2 separate regions of the Arachis hypogaea genome follow, and region 2 is linked to region 1. A link is a contact called in public Hi-C data. All regions are on one chromosome and are shown on one strand. The core of a region is the stretch at or near the end of the contact, and the rest is flanking DNA. Distances in the headings are between cores, read along the strand shown.

Evidence for each region. A called contact is a pair of places that touch in the nucleus more often than the background predicts.
Region 2: a contact with region 1 is called in a Hi-C map of leaf, with 10 times the contacts expected there. The contact joins the promoter of LOC112791042 here to the promoter of LOC112791037 in region 1. A contact is called at or near these places in 4 of 8 Hi-C or Micro-C datasets (leaf and an unstated tissue).

What each region holds. Positions count from the first base shown.
Region 1 is chr3:117,671,977-117,678,283 of arahy.Tifrunner.gnm2.J5K5, forward strand. It overlaps LOC112791037 (patellin-3), which reads right to left and starts at 4,096. Exons shown (of 4, transcript XM_025833717.3): 1 at 2,286-4,096; 2 at 2,085-2,209; 3 at 1,834-1,969; 4 at 44-455. The coding sequence starts at 3,365. The coding sequence ends at 198. LOC112791039 (a long non-coding RNA gene) reads left to right here and starts at 4,714. Exons shown (of 2, transcript XR_011880199.1): 1 at 4,714-5,022; 2 at 5,302-5,971.
Region 2 is chr3:117,819,760-117,826,066 of arahy.Tifrunner.gnm2.J5K5, forward strand. It overlaps LOC112791042 (ferrochelatase-2, chloroplastic), which reads left to right and starts at 2,992. Exons shown (of 11, transcript XM_025833721.3): 1 at 2,992-3,380; 2 at 3,474-3,638; 3 at 4,330-4,663; 4 at 4,793-4,936; 5 at 5,270-5,371; 6 at 5,652-5,755; 7 at 5,841-5,967; 8 at 6,209-6,307. The coding sequence starts at 3,505.

The sequences.
Region 1 (6,307 bases), core at 2,846-5,345:
ACAAACAGCTACAAATAATAATAATAATAATAAATAGTAATAATGAAACAGAAAAGCCACAGAAAGGCCATTATATATAGAAGATATATATGTATTTTTATATATAATTGATTGAACACATAATAATAACAAAAACAAAATATATATAAGGAAAAATAACAAAAAGAGCATGCATTCAATTCAGGCACTGCTGCTCTTCAATCAGAAGGGGAAGTCTTGGTCTTCAAGCGATAGAGGAGCTTCTTCTTCTTAGAGGTTGGATTATCAATGGTGAGGACAACATTTCCAGTCTCACCAACCTTGAAACTGTTGCAAAGCACTGGTTCTTCTGATGAAGAAACCTTTCTAGCCTTCTGAATAATCACTGTGTAGCTACCTTCCGAGCTTGGAACAAATTCAACACCATAGCTTACTTCCCACCCTATAACTCTCAGCTCCCAAGAAAGCAAACATTTCTGCATGTTCCCAAAACAAAATTATAACTTTGGATTGATAAAAAAATAAGACTATAATAACACTATAACAGTTCTATGCAGTGAATGATTCATTTAACCACTGCACGAGGTTTTCTTTTGTAAAGTGATTTATCCTTTACACTGTATCTGGCTTCTAATAGTCTAATATTTTTTTAGATATATAAAAAAGAGGTGTAGGGTTTAGGCTAATTTTTTTTTATATGAAAAAAATGGTGTGTAATTCATCATCGCTGTGCTTTTCTTGAATATGATCATTGGTGTGCTTTTCTTGAATATGGATTAATTTTTTTTTAAATTTTGAGTAACAAATCATGGATTATTGGTGTGTTTTTTTTGAATATGGATTAATTTTTTTTTTTAATTTTGAGTAACAAATCGAACCCTCGAATTTGGAAGAGTAGAAAAATCTGAGGATATCAGATTTGTATTTTTTTTTTAAAAAAAAAATTTAAATCACAAATCTGACACTCAGATTTGTGGTTATCAACAACAAAAAAAAAACCACAAATCTGACCCTTAAATTTGTGGTATCCATATTAAAAAAAAAAGCACACAAAGTTTTCACCTTATTTAAAAACACCACCTTTTACCCTATATTAAAAATACAAAGCGGTAGGATTTAAGTATGCAGCCCCATTTGGATCAGCATCAATGTCAACATCACTATCATCATTAGGTAGAAAGAGATCATATTATAATAGCTTGTGTTGAAAACCCTTTTTTTTCTTGCAGAGATTTATTTTCTTACTCTTGAACATAACGCCTTTTTATTTTTCAGTAACTATTTTTTTCATGTTTCATTTCATAAATCCTTGTCAAACGCCGGATATGCAACATAAGTACCTGACAAATTCATACAAAATATACAATCGGGCTAATCAAGCACCAAAGTGGTCCACACGCATGTTTTATAGGTTAACTAAACGGTGGAAAAATACAACATAACTTGGACAAATGGAATATTTTGGCTCTTAGCGATATTAAGAAATAAATCAAATCAAAATTCAACAATTAATCCTGCCTCCTAGCTCTACCACAAAGGAAGTTAGAGTTAGACCTTTTCTTTTCTATGCTTGTTTTATTTATTTATTTTGCCCATTGGAATATGCATATGTTGTTTGTTTCTAGGTCTAAGTAATACTCCAATATTATTATATACGGCTCTTCCGTATACATACTCTGACATTAATATACGGAATTATAAAATGTTTGAAAAAACGTTTTCCAACAATGAAGTAGATAGTGTTCAACGGTTGAAGACAGAGGAATCCAATGCAATATTCCACGTTCCAATGTTTGGTTCTTTGGATTCTCGAAACCAAACGAATCCCGAAAATTACGAAGGAAAAAAACTCACCTCAGTAACAGGAAATTCCACCGTATGTTTCGTTGCTGGCTTCACTGTGATTTCCGTAACAGCATCGGAGTTTCCGAACTCCCCTTCTTTGCTTAGTCCACCATACTTCACCGGAAGTTGCTCTGCACTTATGTATCTGAAATAACCAAAAAAAGGACAAAGAGGGCACTTTAAAAGCTATGCAGAATCCAAACAGAAAACTAAACGGAAAAGACAAGGAATAAGCAAAGTTTGAATCTTTTGGCCTTAACCTCAAAAGGGTGTCTGCTGATTTTGAAGGCCCTGCAAACACAAACTTGCTCTTGGTTCTCTGGGTAAGGAAAGGGCTTATCATTCTATTCACAGCAAGGTACCACCATGGCACATTGATGAACACCTGAACCAAAGGCAAAGAGGATCGTTTATATGACTAGTGATTTGCATGCAATTTGAGAATAACAAAAAAGATGAACCTGTTTGGCCACAAATTCAGGGTAATTGTCCTGAAGTAGCTGAAGGGCTTCTTTGGTAGCTTGTCTAAGCTCCCACTTGGCAAGACCAGGCGAGTTCTTGAGATCATTGACCTGAACAATGGTGGAAATGGCGCCAGGATTGAAGTCCAGTTTCCTAATACTCTTCTCCAAGAACTGAATCCTCCATCTCAGGAACCTCTGCCTCTTCTCCTCATCAGAGAATGTCTTCTTATACAGCTCCTTGTTCTCGAACTCGCCGAATATGTTGTAACAAACAGGGTGTCCTTCTTTGTCGAATCCATGCATGAACACCACCTTCTCCAGTTCATCACAATCTAAATTCTCCTCCATTAGCTCATCGATTCCGAACTCTTTCCTCCACCGGATTGTATTCTTCATCATGGCGAAAGCGTCTTTCACTTTGAAGTCTCTGGCGCGCAGGAACTTCAAGAGGATGACGTCGCTTCTTTCGTCTGCAAGAAGTGGTATCCCCCAAATGGATACCTCTTCCGGTGGCAATGGCACGTCCTCCTTGGCTTCTTGGCAAACTTTCTGTGCCGGTGGATGTGGACTTTCTGTTGTTGAAACAGAGACAGCAACAACGGTCTCTTCAATAGCCTCAACAGTTTTTGCACCATCATCATCAATGGATGGAGCAGCCACCACCTTTTCTTCAACCTCAACCACTGCGGTTTCTTTCACTTCTTCTCCCACCTCGTCCTCGTTGTCTGTTTTCGTGGCAGGTTCAGAAGCTTTTTCTTCCTCTTTCGTTTCACTTTCTTTCTCAGCAGTTACAGCTTCTTCAGGCTTGTGTTGTTGCTTGGGTTGGTTAGGGACAGAGAATTGGTGGTTATTAAGAGCTTCCTGAACGAGGCTCTTGAGTTCTTGTAGCGCCTTGTTGTGGGTCTCAGGGAGATCAGAAAGCTTGGTGCTTTCTTCCTTGAAGGTTCCGGATTCCGGAAGCTTGGAGAGGTGAGTGCCCAAAGTCACGGGCTGCTTCTTCTCTTCCTCGGCCTCAGGCGGCGGAACATGTGTAACCACCACCGCCTCTTGGTTCTTTGGAGCTTCCTCGGCCATCATCAATGAAGATGTTTAAGATGGTGAGTAATTTGATGGAAAGGGGTTAGAGAACGAGGGTTTATGTAGAGGAGAACGTGCCAGCTTGGAACATGATATGGGACCCACATTCACAAACGTGGGACCTCTTCTTCTTCGCAGCACACCCCACGTTCTATATTTCTCTTTCTAATGCAATGTTCTTATCTCATAAATCAACGGCGCCATTGCCGCTTACCCACTTCTCATCATGCTTTTTCTTCTAACTTATTTCTTAAAACAAATATTCCGATTATTTTATAAAGTCATGAAATGAAATAACAAATCTGTATCTGTATCTGTATCACCACTTTATAAAATATATTCAAACTCAAGTTACATACACATCATTTCTGCTCATCAAATTATTATCCAATAGGATGGACCTACATACCGTTGTTCACACCCACACCACTCTCATCTCAAATTGATTTCCATTTTCCAACCCGACACTCATGTTCGTGTATCAATTTTAATTCCATATAATATATAATATATAGCATTTATTTGGAAAACGGTCCTGTAATGATAACTATACCGGCCCATAATAATAATGAATTGAAGAAGAACTAAATAGAAAACAGAAATACACTAACATTAAAAAGAGGGTAAGGAATAACGTTAGCAGCTTATGAGGTCGAGTAGGTACTTTACTTTATGCGGTTCAGCCCTCTGCATGTTTTTGCTTTGTTGTCCCTTGCAACTATCTAGCTGTACCTTCCATTGCATCCAGGCCGTTAAAGTGTTTTCGATGTGGCCCACATTAGCACAGCATGCATTTTCATTGCATTGGATCTCTTTTTCCTTTTCTTTTTTGGGATGACATAAATTTAAATTACTTTTGAATTAAAAAATGACCTGTTAGTAAGAATAATAATAATAACAACATAATTGTTCTTTTACTAAATGACCCTAAAAAGGTAAATTTTGCCCTCCCACACTTGGTTAGCCAAATAACTTGACTTTCTTGTTTATATATGCGACGAGTAAAAAATGTATTTGGGAACCTTCCAACTCTAAAACAAACAAACAGGTTCTTACAGGACAATGTGAAATTATGGAGTAATTATTAGTTTATTATCTCTAGATAGCAAGAAACAAGAATACATGGATGTTCTTAAATTTTTGGTCTTGGTTAATGAGAAACAAACAAACAAGAGGACAAGAAAACCAAAGAACAAAACACAGGTATACTACATATGGCAAAATGGACCACACACCACACACCACGCACATTCACATTCTTCTTCAAAAGATTCAATGGTCGGCCCAATAATAGACCAACACATGCTGCTCCTTTGCCTATTAATAGTTCAATGAAGCCCAATGCAATGGATCATCGGCGAACTTCTTTTCTCTAAGGCCCATATCTTAAGGCCCAAAAAGATGACAAAAGAAAAAGATTGCAAAACCCTAACTCCCCCCGGGTTCCCGCTTCCTTCAGCCTTCAGCAGTTCGTTCGGCCTCCTCGAGTTCCCCTGTCGTCGCCGCTGCCAGCTTCCTCGATTACCTCGTCGCCACTGATCTAAAACACTGATCCGCCGTCTGCCCCTTCCGGCATTCTGTTTCTCGCGACTGACTGCACCTGCCTCGTCGCCGACAGCTTCTGCCACGCAGCCGACTACTTCTCCTCCATCTGCAGGTTTTTTTTCTTTTTTTTTTTTTCTGTTTGATACTTTGATTTGAAATTAATCTTTGTGTTTTTTAAATTTTTGTTTGTTTGTTAATCTTCTGAATTTGTATCTCTGTTTGTTTGAAATTGTTCCATTACCGCTCGCCGTTGTTGACGTATTTTTTTAATTCGGGATTTGTTTTTCCTTATTTTGAATCTAGTCGTATAAATGCAGAGTCTCTTCTTTATTATCGAATTTGCATTTGGTGTTTGATGAAACCCTAAACAAAATACATGTTTTGTCACTAGGTTCTGACAAAGATTGTAACACTGTTTTCACTCCAATGACGAAGAAGAAGAAGAACGGTTGTAAAGTGACCTGTAATCAGGAGCTGAAAGAGGATGATAATGTTGTGCACGAGCAAGAAGAAGAGGAGAAGCCATCTCAGAAGAAGGCAGGTAGTGAAATTGATGAAATATTCGCTGGGAAAAAGAGAAAGAAATCTGATGATGAGAAAACAAATAATGACAAGAAGAAGATGAAGAAAAAGAAGAAGAAGACCAAAGAGCAAGATGATAATGATGATGGTGGCTTTCTAGACAAACCTTCCCGATCAAGAAAGAAAACCAGTGATGGGCTCACAATCTACACTGAAGATGAGTTGGGCCTCAATAAGGCAGATGCTGGAGGTACTCCGCTCTGTCCATTTGATTGTTCTTGCTGCTTTTGATGCTTTGCCGGAAACTTTGCTTTGTGATTTTGACCCTTTCTACTTGGATGCATTGCCTTTTTTCTTTCTTATTATACTTTTAGTAGGATCAAAATAGGGTTCAGGTTACCTTGTGATGGGATCAGTTGGAATTTTGGAGCAGAGTTACAATAGCTCTCGTTGTTGTCCTTCCTCTGTAATGTAATTGTGTATGCAATTATGCATAGGTATTAGTAATTTATTAATGAAATAGTGGAAAATCTTTTGAAGTCCTTAATCTCATTACATTCAACTCTTTTCTTTTTCTTCCCCTTTTTATAGAATTTCTCATGTTCAATTTGGATGTTGTTCTTAGTTCTTACTGCTTAAGTAATGCGCCAAAGCAATATCTGTTATGTACTTACTATAGTTTCTATAGGCATTGGTTTTAGAATCTGTTTCTGAATCTTTATAGAATGATGATTCCCAGAAAGAACATTCATTTTGTTTGGTGGTATTAGTTTTTGTCCAAGTAACTATATTTGCTATGCCTTCTTTGATGGAACTATAAAAATATAGGAGGCAACGTTGCAACTTGCAAGCACCTAGAGTTTGCAAGGTTGCAA
Region 2 (6,307 bases), core at 1,742-4,241, 150 kb after region 1:
TGATGGAAAAAAGGTAGAAATTCTCTGTTACAGACAACCCCTAGAAGCTTAATATGACTCCCTTGTATTTGTCATGTCCCCTCAAATTTCGACGGTCAACCACCCTCACTCGGAACTTAGGTGTAGTATCTATGGCCAGCCCTAGTTCTGCTGCAATTTTCGGTGCTACAAAATTATCTGAGGTCTTACAATCAACCAGCACTCTCACTCAACGCCCTTTCACCTCAGCCCATGCCTTGAACGACCTATGGTGGCGATTGGAGCTTGAAATTTTGAGCTCTAGCTGTTCTATTGTGTCTAGAACAGCCTCATGCTCTAACCATTTCCCTTCCTCAGCCTCTGGTTCCATGATCAGTAGCTTGAACTCTTTGTTTTTTCATACATGCTCTACTGAGTATGGTTCATCATAGATGAAACATTTCTCCCTAGCGTGCTTCACCCTATACTCCTCGTTGCTGAGATGTCTCAATCTGCGCCGTCGCAAGGGATTTGACATCGACTCCACGCCCATATTTGCTATAGAATTAGATGCTATAGCAGGGTGCATATCTTTGGTAATGGGTGAATTGGCAACAACGAAGTTGGAAGCCAATGGTTTATTGTGTCCTGATACTCCTCGCAAGGTAGTGGTGCAATTTTCTACCTTTTGTGCCAGCTCCATCAACTCATCCACTGACTAGTATGGAAACAGTTTATATTCTTCACCCACTTCCAGTTTCAACCCGTTCAAGAAGAGGTCCATTAGCGATTCTGGTGTGTGGAGACCTCCCACTACCTGAACCACGTGAATGTCCTTCCTTCCATCACAAAGGTGACGAATGTGAGCCATTCCTCCTTTAGCACTGCGCGTAGCAAAAAAAATTGCTCCATGCATTCAATCCAAACCACCATGTCATCATTGTGGAAGATCGAAAATTCTAGCTTCCACCATTGCTTTAGCGTGCCACGATTTCCCGCCAACCAGCCTGGTGCGATCCCAGTGAACCATGCTTGTTCCAATTAAGCGCACGATTTTCGAACGATCCATTCTGGAATCGAAACGCTAAAGTGTCTCCTGCATCGATTGGCACATCTCCTCCATGCGCGACTTGATTGTGTCAAATTGTGTCTCCTTTTTCGTTGATCTCGATTGCATCATTCAGCGCCAAGATCATCAAGCTTAGATACCAGTTGATAGGATCTAGCAGAAATTAGAAAATTTTATTCATGAACTAAGAATTATAAATCATAGTCTCTTACTGAAATAACACTATTACACTATTGAATCTAATCAACTCTAGAGAGAGTTTTCTCTCTTGAACTAACAGCAAAACAGATTTTTCTAACTAACTAGAACTAATTAGTTCCTAATATTTATTACGGGCAGGTAAGTCTAGATTATTGCTCATAACCTGCTAAACTAGTTTAGAAGAACTAACCAACAGCCAACCAACAACAATTATAAATTAAGTAGTGAAAATTTAACTTATCTACTCCTTATTTCTCTTCCTATAAACCAATTCAAATTTGTTCTTATCAAAGGCATACGTAGATGATAACAATTGCTGGCGTTGAAAGTTAGACCGTTTCATTAGTTAATAATCGAATGATTAGAGTATAAAGTTACTTACAAAATTACAACATTACGTGGAATAAAACACATTTTTACCATTACTGTAAAATTTTCCCTCTTAATTTTGGAGAAGGCGGCCTATTATGCAATAAAATACATACAGGCTCACTCCAAATCAACGATGTTCCTCGCTACAAAACCAAGATAAATAGACATGTGAATTTCACAATCACATGTAAAATAGAACATTATAGTTGCGGAACAAATAATCTCATCATCATCATCATCATTTGTGTAGAGTGAGTGATGATCCTTCCATAGGAGTGAAAGTGTGAAACTTTTAATGTGAGATTGGAATGGAATTGACTAATGCAGTCCCATTGTAGAAAGTCCGATGCAAATTTCATCTGTGGGGGCATTCTTAGACTACTATATTTGTTTGATATGAGAGACACACAAAATTATGGAATTCAGATTCTGCTGTCTTCTTTATTGCTCGACAAATTATAAGGTAACAAAGTAACAAACACATTGGTGCCTCACATGGCACCCACGTGGGTCTTCCCTCTAGCAAAAACGCAAGTGAATTGTGACTCAAGTCATAATATCCTTTCTCCCGTCAATTTTTTTTTTTTCATTTTGTTTTAATTTTCAAAGGAAATGTACTTAATTACCACTTCAGTACTTCACCTCAAAATTATGTGATTTTTTTATTTTTTAATTTTACATTCTACACCTTTGAAGAAGAGGAAAACGGAATGCAGCATGAATAGAAGGGAGAAAACGATATACATGATTATTTTTTTTCATAACTATGATTTTATTTAGAGAAAAAAAAAAAAAACTTAAATCCCATGTCGCCTGCTTGACTATTTAACATTAAACAAAACCCAGTCTTTTTTTTTTGGGTTGGTAACTAAAGGGGGGATTTAACAGTATATCAAATTATCAATATATTGTCACATTTCTTTTGATTTATTTACTTCAAAGAGTAAGCTGGTGGAGGTGCATATTCATTCTTTCATGGATAATCAGTCCGAAAATAAAATAAATTTATTAAAAATATATATGCCATACATCTTTGATGGGTATGCATGTGTGTCCACATCAAGTTGGATAATTCAGAAATTCCCAGATATATTTGGAGTCTTATAAATTCCTTTTATCGTCCAAAAATCAACATACTCTATTAAAAAGAAATACCTCATAATAAATTTAATTTTTGTACATTGTAAATATAAATAATTTTTAAATAAATATTTAATTGGATTACTATTTATATATTAATAAAAATATAATTTATATTATTTACTATGACCATTTATGGAATCTAATTAAATTGTTTGCATTCTAAGTGTAAGAAAATTTAAAATCATATAAACACTCCTAACAAATAAAGCCAAAAATACATAAAAAGCAAACAAATGTCATAGACTCATAGGCATGAAGAGGGGAACATTAAATTGTTTTGAGCCCAATCCCCATGTAATGAAAAGGATAGAAAGATAATATTGGAAAAATTTTGGACAGTTAAAAATCGTTGAAGATGAGAAGCTGATAAACACAAAAAGGGGAACAAGAGGTGGCTGTGGATTTTTTTTCCAATCTCATCAGAGATCAGTCACTCTCAACCTCAAGGGTCTCTCTCTCTCTATTCAGATTTCAGATGCAAAACCCTACTTAGCATTTATTACATTTTTTTTTCTACATTTGCATAAAGAACCCATCAAATAAATAAAAAAAAAGAAAGGAACTTTACATGGTCTTTATTCGTAGTCCCCCTTCTGCTTAGTGATAGGTCTTTCTCTTCCAAATTGGTTGGAATTAGGTAAAGTTCACTCCTTTTCTGTAATTGATTTCTGGGTTTCGTTCGCTTGAGCTTTGAGTTTTGTTGCTGAAGCCTGAAAATTACATTTTGCAGGAACTGAAGGACGAGCAAGTGGTGAAAAGTGATGATTTTTCATTCATCACAAGCTATGAATTCTCCAATTCACGCTCCTTCATCTCCTTCCTCTTCTTCTTGCTCTTATATTCGCTGTCCTCCGCCATGTCTCACTCATGCTTCTCGCAATTTCAAGTTTCCTCTGTAAGTATTGCTTTCGGCCTTTACTCCCATTAGTGATTATTCCGTGTTTTTATCAATGTTCGGGTAACTATTCATATAGGTATCTTCGGTATTCAGCAGTGTTTCATAGCACATACTTGAAGTCTAGTTGTTAGGACTTAAATATGGACTCATTTAGCTAGAAGCACCATGTTCTGACATCGGAGTTAGTTACCCTGCCTATTAAATTGTTAAAAATCTGAGATCCAATTCTAAATAGGGTTATTTTCGTTGCTTATATTGTGTCCACAATGTCCACAACAAAAAGTTAATTTCTATATTGAGTATTCCTTTAGTGTTTATTATTGGCATTATAAGATTGCTTTTTTAACATAAAATATTCCATTGGTTAAGGAAATATTATAATGTTATGTCAACTACTCTTTGTTCCCTCTGAAGTTTACCGAAAGTGTCGAAGACCATAAGCTTTCGTTTATAATTTTGTTTCCATTGGGCAGAAAACCCAACTTAATCCTGGCTTTCTAAATAAGCATGTGTTGTATGCTATGAGCCCTTTTGCTTGCCTGTTCCAAACATTTGGTATGAACATCTTAATGCCAAAAGTATGTTTTTAACATGTTCTTATTAAAATTTTTATTCATGTAATTCAGTTATCTTATTGCTAAATGTTAGTAGATTTTGCAAAGTTTTTTAATATTTTTTACTTTCATAGGTTGTTGCCACAGGCAATCTGCATCTCCCAAAAGATGTATCGCTGTTCTGGAGGCCAAGCGGAGACTTCAACTACCGCTAACCCCTTGAAGAATTACACCATGGGAAGATGTTCGCCAGGATGGTCTGAAGCACAACCCTTTATTTCCAAGCAATCACTCAGGCGGCACTTGTTGCCGGTTGATGCTTTAGTTACTCCAACAGCTCAAGATGTTTCTGATTCTGGTACACCTCTTGTTGGTGATGATAAGATTGGAGTGTTATTGTTAAACCTTGGAGGACCAGAGACTCTAGATGATGTGCAGCCTTTTCTGTTTAACCTTTTTGCTGATCCTGTACTACTCTAGCTTTAACCCTCTATTCATCTGAATGATTGTTTTTATTTCTATATAGGCTGAGATGAACTAAAATGTTCAATTTCTTATTTTTTGTTGGATAGTTATTTGTTGTTTGCAACTATGCAGGATATTATACGATTGCCAAGGTTATTTAGTTTTCTTCAAAAACCGCTAGCCCAATTTGTCTCTGTGGTACGAGCACCAAAGAGCAAAGAAGGCTATGCTTCAATTGGTGGTGGATCTCCTCTTAGACGTATGACTGATGAACAGGCATGATGCTTCCTGATGGCTTTTTTTTAATACTATCACCGGTTGATTACAAATCTTCTGAACAAATAAAAGTTAGAACTTCTTTATCTGAGATGAAATATTGCTTGTTGGTAATTATAATTTTAGCATTGTGGAATTTTTAGTTGTCTCATCCTTAATTTCTTTGTTCCTTTTTCCTGACCACTCAAGTGCAATTTTTAAGCTTTCACTAGTCCATATGATTTTCAACTGACTTCAATTTTTTTTGCTAACATAACATGTCTACACCAACAAATACTTCCCCCTTTTCTTTTTCTGTTATTATTATAACCCTTTTAATGATTCTCTACACAGGCAGAAGAGTTAAGGAAATCTCTTTGGGTCAAGAATGTCCCAGCCAAAGTTTATGTCGGGATGCGTTACTGGCATCCATTTACTGAAGAAGCAATTGAACAGGTATTTGATAAAAATATTAAATTGGATGGCATTTGATTAAGATTATGCCTCCTCATAGCAACTTCTTCTCAGTTTCAATTAAGATTATCTCACAATACCCCATATGGTATCATAAACAGCACACTGCCATAGAGGAGGATATAGTAAACACTAAACAGGGTGGAAGGCACCTGATATGACACAGATGAACTGATACTTGTCATAGTAATTGATGTAACTTTATTTTTGTTTATCTGTTTATGTTATATTCTCATTCTAGTTATGATTTTTCGTCGTGTAGATTAAAAGGGATGGCATTACAAAGCTTGTTGTGCTTCCCCTTTATCCACAATTTTCAATATCAACTAGCGGTTCAAGTCTGCGTCTCTTGGAGAGTATATTCCGGTAATTATTATAAAATGCACTGATGTGTACACTTCAATATTCATCTGACATTTTGTATTATTATGAATTATTTGTTGTTCTTCAGCGAGGATGAGTATCTAGTCAACATGCAGCATACAGTAATACCTTCATGGTACCAACGTGAAGGATACATAAAGGCCATGGCAAATTTAATTGAAAATGAGCTGAAAACTTTTGACCATCCTGAGGAGGTACTGGATCATTTCTTTCGATTTATGTTTTAAAGGAAAGAATAAACAGGAAAAGTGTGCTTCCTTGACATTTGTATCTTATCATTGCCATTCTTCCACTTCAAATATAAACAGCATAACATTTGTTGCCATTGTATAATTATTTCTGGTTAGGATATAGCCAAACAAAACGTAGGAGTAGCTTTACTTAATTTTATTGAAAATATTCATTGTTAACCTTAGTAGCTGATGTGTACTGCAGGTCATGATATTCTTTAGTGCACATGGGGTGCCTCTTGCTTATGTGGAAGAGGCTGGTGATCCATACAAGGCTGAAATGGAGGAATGTGTGGATTTAATC